2 separate regions of the Hordeum vulgare genome follow, and region 1 is linked to region 2. A link is a contact called in public Hi-C data. All regions are on one chromosome and are shown on one strand. Each heading gives the region's core, a stretch centred on a gene start, on an enhancer-like site or on the middle of the called end of the contact. The rest is flanking DNA. Distances are from core to core; before and after follow the strand shown. Region 1 holds the start of LOC123426028. Region 2 has its middle 61 kb from the start of LOC123426372.

Region 1 (3,862 bases), core at 625-3,124, 460 kb after region 2:
AGTCGCGCTCTTGCTCATGATGGTCACTCTTCTCTTATACATGATGGTTTAAATAGGGATGATGAAACTTGTGGGTGTACCATGACTTGTGTGTATCGCTATTTTTGAGATTTGATAATATTTGTGTTGGATAATGATGATGATGATGATGGTATAAATGAAGAGACTACTTTATGTGTATGATGTGATAAAAATTATGCATGTTTATTATGATATGTTGAAACCACTGTATAGAGCATGCACAAATACGTAGGGGGGGCATAGATACGACGCGAATTAAATATTGAAAGCAGAAATATTAGCAGTAACACTAGAATATTAGCAGTAGCGCAGGCTTAGCAGTAGCGCTTTATTCATTCCAGCGCTACTGCTAATGTGTATACGAGTAGCGCTTTTATTTTTGACGCTACTACTAATAGATTAGTCGTAGCGCGATTGCAGTAGCGCTGGCATAAACGCTACTGGTAAGGGAAAAACCAGCGCTACTCCTAGCATTTCTCCTACTAGTGTTAGTTAACGGACACCCTTAAGTTATACTATTTGTTTGTTTAATGTGGTTATATGTATTGTTTGTTTAATATTTTACACTTTACTGAACTGGGTAGCCACGTGCACATCAGTATTGTCTAACTATACATATGCATATATATTTGCTCTGCCCGAATGCTTGATTTACTAATCCTATCAATAGAGGATCATTAGACAAGACAGACGAAACAAATCACGAATATTTTTGCTCTGCCCGAATGCTCTGCCCAAATGCAAAAGTCACACTCCAATTTTGAAGCGTACGCAATATGTTTTGAGGTTGAACTTATTTAGATACTTAATAACTAATATTATACATGTGTGCTAGTAACCTCTTCCATATACTAAAAAGAAAGACTGCTAGTAAAAAAAGACAACCAATATGCCCAACCTCCAGAGAAAGAAATAACCCAAATACACTGTCAAATATACAAAGCACATATAAAAACAGATGGGGAGCGACCAAACATGTTTTTTCTACGGGCATGCCCCAAAACCAGATCTGGATATTTAGTAGAAAGATACATATCTTACTACTTTTATGCAACTATAACATTCAGAGGCATGGGGAGCAAGCCAATTATTTTTTGTGGCCATGCAGCAGGATTAGAGCTGGATCTGAAACAGAAGAATATACCTTGGGGATGAGGGCGGTGCTCGGAGGAGCCTTTTGTTGCTCTGCTAAAAACCAAAACGGATCTAAGACCTAACAAATTAAATCACGTACATTTAGATTGGAGAGAGAGAGAGAGGGAGGGAGGGAGGGTGGGAGGGAGAGGGAGAGAGGGAGGGTGGGAGGGAGAGAGGCGTCTCTGCTCACCACCATTACAAGAGCTTGACAAGTAGGGGGCGAGAGAGTTGGACGAGAAGGTGTACCTGAGAGAGGGCGGGGCACTGCGGGTGGTGATACGCCTCTGGTTCTCGGGGACCGAGCACGATAGAAGAAACAACAGAGGTAGAGAACCTTCAGGCAAAGTGTGGAGGGAAAGATAAACTCGGGGAAGCAGACAGGATAAGGTTGGTGGTTGTGGCAATATTGTTAGAAGGGCATTTGGCTTCCTCGTGAGCTGCGGTGGATACAACCTGACTTCTCCATCCCCACCGTCGGCTTCTTGAGTTGGGGTGCAGGAGGAACGGGAAGAAGGGATGTAGCGGCCGGCGGCTGTCCGAACGAGCAGGAAGGAGGGAGGAGGCGGCTCTTGTGGTGTCGAGCGAGAGAGGAAGGAGAGGTGTGGCGATTAGAGTTGGAGTGGAGCGAGGGAGGAAGGAAGGAGAGATGTGGCGGGTAGGGTTGGTGCACGTGGCACCCCCGCGACATGGATCAGGAGCGGAGCGCGAGAAGGAGCCTCTTCCACGCGAGATTTATCAACCCAGCCAACAAGCGTGTCGCTCGAGCCCACCCGTCATTGGACAATGAAAACAACCGCGAGGTAAAAAAAACAGTTTTTAACATTGTGAAGATCCAGCAACTCAGATGCGCCAGAAGGAAGATCGAACGGTCAACGAAGCCCAATCGACGAAGCGCTCGGGGGGGCGGGTCGCCCAGCGTCCTTATAGGTTAGAATGCGCTTACACAAAAAGCACGATTGTATTTCATGAGGGCATGTGCTTCAACGAGAAGCAAATATAAGCTTTTACTTGAATGGGAAAAAAATACAGCTATAATTCTACAACAAGCACGACCTTATTTTCATGGGAAGCACAATGTGTGCTTACCAAGAAAAATAGTGAAAAACACAATATGTGTTTCCTAAAAAAAGGTAAAAAACGCAACCGTGCTTCCGACTTCTTTTTTGTTTTGTTTTGTTTTGGTATTTGTTTTTTGGTTGCCAATTTTTTCACTTTTTTCTGGAATTTTTTTTAGTATTCATATTTTGTTTATTGTTTTTTCTTATGTAAATAAGTTTGTAGAAACCTATTAACATGTGATCTTATTTTTAAGATCTTGACATAAGAAATCAAAGGGTTGGATATTTGAATGTAGATAAATTATTTTGAATAAATAATTCTACGAAAGAAAAAAATTGTGCTTCACATGTTAGCAAGTGAGAAGGTGGTAAGTACTTCCTCCGTTTTTAAATATAAGTCTTTTTAGAGTTTCACTAGAAAACTACATACGAATGTATATAGACATAATTTAGAGTGTATATTCACTCATTTTATTTTGTATGTAGTCCATTAGTAAAAAAAATTAAAAGAATTATATTTAGGAACGGAGAGAGTAACATTTTTCAAGGGTAAGTTTTAACTAATAATGACTTCGGGGGAAGCCACCTAATACTGTACCATGTTATGTTCAGCAAGAAAAAAAGTGTACCATGGAAAAGACTCGACCCAATTAAGCCATTGTCGTTCGAGGCCTAACCATGTTCTCGGGCCGAAGTAAGGGGAGCGCCTATTTGGCACCTTCACCACCGCTGAAGGCACCTGCGTTAAATAGGCACCTGACGCACGCAGTGAAATCAGACTGGGCTCGCCCATGGTGTAGCGATTGAGTCCGTACTGGGCCCGCTCATCTTCGTCTCTTGCCCAACTGGGTTGGCCGAGCTTCTAGTTTTTCTATTGTTCCACAATTTTCAAATTTTGGAATAATTTTCAAGTTCCGGAATATTTTTCCAAATTCTGCATTTTCTTTCAAAAAATCCGAAACATTTTGATAAGAATTCGAGAAGAGTTTTTCAAATTTCGGAACATTTTTTCAAATCCCAGAATATTTTTTCAAATTCCGGAACATTTTGTTAAATTCCAAAACAATTTTTCAAATTCTGGAACATTATTTTTAAATTCCAAAACATTTTTCAAATTTTGAAACATTTTTTCCAATTTCCTAAGATTTTTTGAAATTATGAAACATTTTTTCAAATGCCAGAAAAAAATTCAAATTCCGGAACAATTTTTAAAAATCAACCTTACTATTTTTGAAAATTCCGAAACATTTATGAAATTTTGGAAGATATTTTCAAATTCTGAATTATTTTTTGAAATTATGGAACATTTTTTCAAATGCCAGAAAAAAAATTCAAATTCCAGAACACTTTTGAAAAAATCAAAAACATTTTTGAAACAGAAACAGAAAAAAGAAACAAAAATTAATAAAGAAAAAGGAAAACGAAAAAGAAGAAAAACTGGTTCAGGAAATCTTCTAGAAAGTTCCCAAAACCGAAAAAAATCGGCTGGGAAAAATCTAGTATCTTTCCAAAACCAGCTAGGCAATGCTGGAAGTGGGCCGACCCATATGCGTCCCTTGCGTCCGCCCCCTGTGGGAAGCCTTGGCAATTCGCCGTAACGAGTGTCAAATAGGATTTTTCGGCAGCTGGTGCCTACAACAATGCGT
Region 2 (3,924 bases), core at 455-2,954:
ACCACTTTTGGGCCAGATTCCTCCTCAGCAACAAGACCGGAGACCGTGACGACCGGGAGCTTATCCACGATTTCCAGCAGCATTGTCAAGATAAGGGCATCCTCAAGCAGGCGTAGGTTGTTGCCTCCTCAAGAGGTCCCGAACCTGGGTAAACATTGTCTCCCCCTCTCTCATCTAACCCATCCATCCAAGGTCCACAGTTCGGAACCCTCTACCCGAGATCTGCCGATTTTGACGTCAACACCCGACGTCTAGCTCATCTAATTGTGCCCTGAGAATGAGATACGCGGCTCCTATCAGGTGTGTCGACACGCCGGACGGCCTTGCTGGATTTGTTTTACCTTTTACAATATTTTGTGCACCGAAATTCCGAGGATAGTTTGGGCTATCTCGAGGTTGAGGTCTTCCAGCGGAATTACGAGGAGTCTCCGAGTTTTCCGTGGTTCAAGTTTTCCATGTTGCTTGTGGCTAGTTTGTGATGGATGAGTTGGAGCACTATGTAGGGTTAAATCTTTCTGAGAGCCGTGTCTACGGTTATGTGACAACTTGGAAACTTTGTTTAACAGCTGGTGATAAAAAACTTGAAGTAACACAAATAAAATACACCAACTGTGTGTGTAACCGTGACTGTCTCTACTCGTGAGTTCTGATCTAAGAGAGGACGCGGTGGGCTTATGATTAACACGTAAGTAGGTGTTCAGGATCACTTCTTGATCATCATTAGTTCGCGTTCGTTTAAGCGTGGATCACACCCCCCCTTTATTCTTGTACTCATAAGTTAGGCATCCAAATAAATGCGTAGTGTTTGCTTTGATCTCACCACTTAACCATATGTTACCCATTAAGTTTTGCTACTCTTGATACCTTTGAAAATGAGATTGCCGATTTCCCGTGGCTTATAGATTACTACAACAATAGTTGCAGGTACATGTAAAGCGACACTTTAACATGCGAGCGATGCTTGTTTCATTTGAAGTTTTTCTTCTTTTTCTTCTTCATCGATCTAAGATGAGTTCGAGGCCCGCAACGTGGGGTAATAAGGATAGACGTCGTTTTATCGTTTGATTTTCTCTGTAGTCGGACCTTGCTCTTGTATATGGTGGTTGAGCATATCGTTGTATTGAGATCTTTATATTGTATCTTACGGCGAGTGTAAGCCAATACCATGTACGCATTTTTTTACATGTATTTATTACGATATCCATTCTTACGAAACGACGAGATTCGTTTCTATTACTGTCGAGGCCCTCCTGTCAAAATATGAATAGGATCACATGTTAAGTGTTACACCGACATGCATGATGCGGTTACGGCTGACCTGCTATTTCGCTTAGTCCTGCCCAAAAGCGATGGGAACCGGAGGATTATTACTGCGCTCGTGTAGATCACAGTGCACACGCGTAAGAGAATCTCCAACAGAGTGCTACGACGAGCCGCGTAATTTTTTTTACAGCCCTGAAATAGCCTTTTGCGCTTTTGCACGTCGAAATTTCGTAGCTGTAAAAAAAAATTGTGGGCCGCGCCGTAGCGCGTGTTGGAGATGCCTTAAGCAGGGGACGAGTATAAACGTCTTATTGGAAAAATGTCAATGGCCTGGGTCGGCCGGTTGTCGTGTGGTGTCCCTGACGACAAGGGAGCTGGTCCAGTCCAGACACCGGAGCTGAGTCACATGTGAGATGAGGCCAACGTAACGGCAACGGCAACGGTCGATGACGAGATCAGATCGCGCCCGCGATTCCATCGGCGTCAAGACATTCATCACCTCCTGCCTAGTGAGGCGGGCAACGTGACTTGGTGACGTGTGGAACGGCAACCGCGCACCTTTCTAACCGACGCGTTCATCATTTGCCATGGACGCGTGTGAAGTGAACCAGTCGTTTCTGTGCCTCTCGACCGGGTGCATGCACGCCCAGTTGTATCTCCTTCCACATGACTCTGCAGGCCGAAACGTGAATCCTTGCTCAGCGCTATGGCTGTGGCGAATATAGTGTGATCGATCGAGCAGGAGCAGTCAAAGACTAGTGGTTCAAGCATACGGGGGTGTCATGTTGTGGTACCAGGCAGCTGGTGTGGTGCTGGGCCTACACGGACACGGTCTAGCCGGTGGTCTGGACTAGTACAGATCGCCGCACGGTCGAGGTCACGGAGACGGAGCCAGACGTTGGCCTTTCGGGTTTCACACCCGATCCATCGGTTGCTCCATCTTCGGGGGATGTGGGCGGGCGGAGCCCGCCAACAGCTTAGCTTGTAGTCTTGTGCGATGATTCCTTGCGCTCCCCTTTTCTTGTTCGCGATCACACCGGCTTCATCCATCCATCGCTGCCAAACCATCAACTGTTGGGAGGACAAATGGTCGCTAACTCAACATAAGAATACCATCAATCCCTCACGATGAAAAGACTCGCACCACTCCATTATTTTTGCACTTGCAGACACCACTTGCCCTTCCCAGTTCCCACGCCAAACCTAAGGCATCAGGCAACTCGTGCTGGAGATGAAAGTACTTATTTACGATTATGGCTTGGGAGAAGGGCCCTCTGAAATCGAACAAATGTATAATTTTGAGGCCACCAAGCTATGCGGGAAGAGGGAATCTCCATCCTAGTCAATGTGCAGTGCGTGTAGCATTACATAGCACATGCACGCCAAGAGGCCATCGGGTTTGTCACAGCCAAGAGGTAATCGCTCAATGGGACATTAAAGCATCTACAATCGGATTCTTTAAATCTGACCCCTCAAACGTTCGTATGTTAGGAAAATAATCTTGACATTAATATCAAACGTACGAATGAGGGACGGAGCCTAAGTACGACGCAGTAGTTGCACTCGGATGTACGAGTTCGGGCCCCGCTCGAGAGTGATAACAACCCTATGTGTCGAGCCCGGAGGCTAGTGTTTGCTTATGGGGGTGTAAGATTACAGAATGCTTAACCCTTGTCCAGTAGCTCAAGCGTGGCTTATATAGAGTGCGTCATGACCGACCGAGAGCCATTACAAGGGTGAGTTAATGCTAATAACTACAAAAGTTACTAGTAACAACAGCTCTAACTCCGACGTTACTGTTAACGTTGGTCTTCATTGCATTTCATATGGTAGCTTAAGCATGTGGCCGTTGTAGTCTCTTCGTCGTCCACACCTTGTTGTAGTCCGAGTGTCGGGACACGTCCGACTGACCGAAGATGATCCGATCGATCTTGTCCAACCGAGTAAGAACCTGTTTGCCCGAGTGAGACCGTGACTGCACCGATAGCTTTGAGCACGTTGATGTTCATGTGCGGCCGTAGGTGGGCCGTGGAATGCAGGTCCATGGGCCTATCCCTAGTGTACAACCCCATCATTAGCCCCCGAATCGGTTGAGGTTTTCCTAGCCGAGTGAACGACACTCCTTAGTGTCCTCGGTGTCTCGGAGACGTCAGAGTCGTAGCTCTGAGCTACTTCATTCACACACTCGGTAAACCACTAAGGATTCAAAAGTAAAAAATTCCGAGTGTTTAAGCATGGTCGCATGCTTGCAATCGGTGGCAATTGTTTATCTTTGGGGAAGATAAGTTATAGATTCGGACGATCGTGAGCCCAGAGCTCCGAATGCCCAACGATGAGTTAGGACGAATCCCACTCGCGCTATGGTAAGGGTGATCAGGTCACCTCGGAATCCATTCGGGTTATGAGTGAGGCAGTATTTCCGCATTTTTTGAGTTGAGGCAGCAAGCAAGTGGGGCGGAAACGGCGGAGACGTGGGCAGTGGAGGAAGTGGTGAGGCGCTCTGATTCCCGCGCCTGAGATCGACATCGACACCTTCGTGGAAGTTGTGGAGTCTTCATCTTCTAAGTGATAGTCGGGAAAAACATTAAGTTTAATCTGCTTCGGAATGCCGAGTGGTTAATGTAACCTTCAAACTTTGACTGAACGTTGAGCTCCCATTAT

What was found. A called contact is a pair of places that touch in the nucleus more often than the background predicts.
Region 1: a contact with region 2 is called in a Hi-C map of leaf, with 7 times the contacts expected there. The contact joins the promoter of LOC123426028 here to the enhancer-like site in region 2. A contact is called at or near these places in 2 of 6 Hi-C or Micro-C datasets (leaf and seedling).

Annotation. Positions count from the first base shown.
Region 1 is chr2H:259,627,225-259,631,086 of MorexV3_pseudomolecules_assembly, forward strand. LOC123426028 reads right to left here and starts at 1,875. Exons shown (of 3, transcript XM_045109808.1): 1 at 1,612-1,875; 2 at 1,405-1,492; 3 at 897-1,209. The coding sequence starts at 1,846. The coding sequence ends at 1,068.
Region 2 is chr2H:259,167,312-259,171,235 of MorexV3_pseudomolecules_assembly, forward strand. No RefSeq gene overlaps it. Among protein-coding and RNA genes, the nearest start is that of LOC123426372, 61 kb to the left of the region's middle. Within about 2 kb of position 1,705, at least 3 of the 3 cell types and tissues checked have open chromatin away from gene starts, as enhancers often do. A contact at or near this core is called in leaf and seedling, where this site is marked.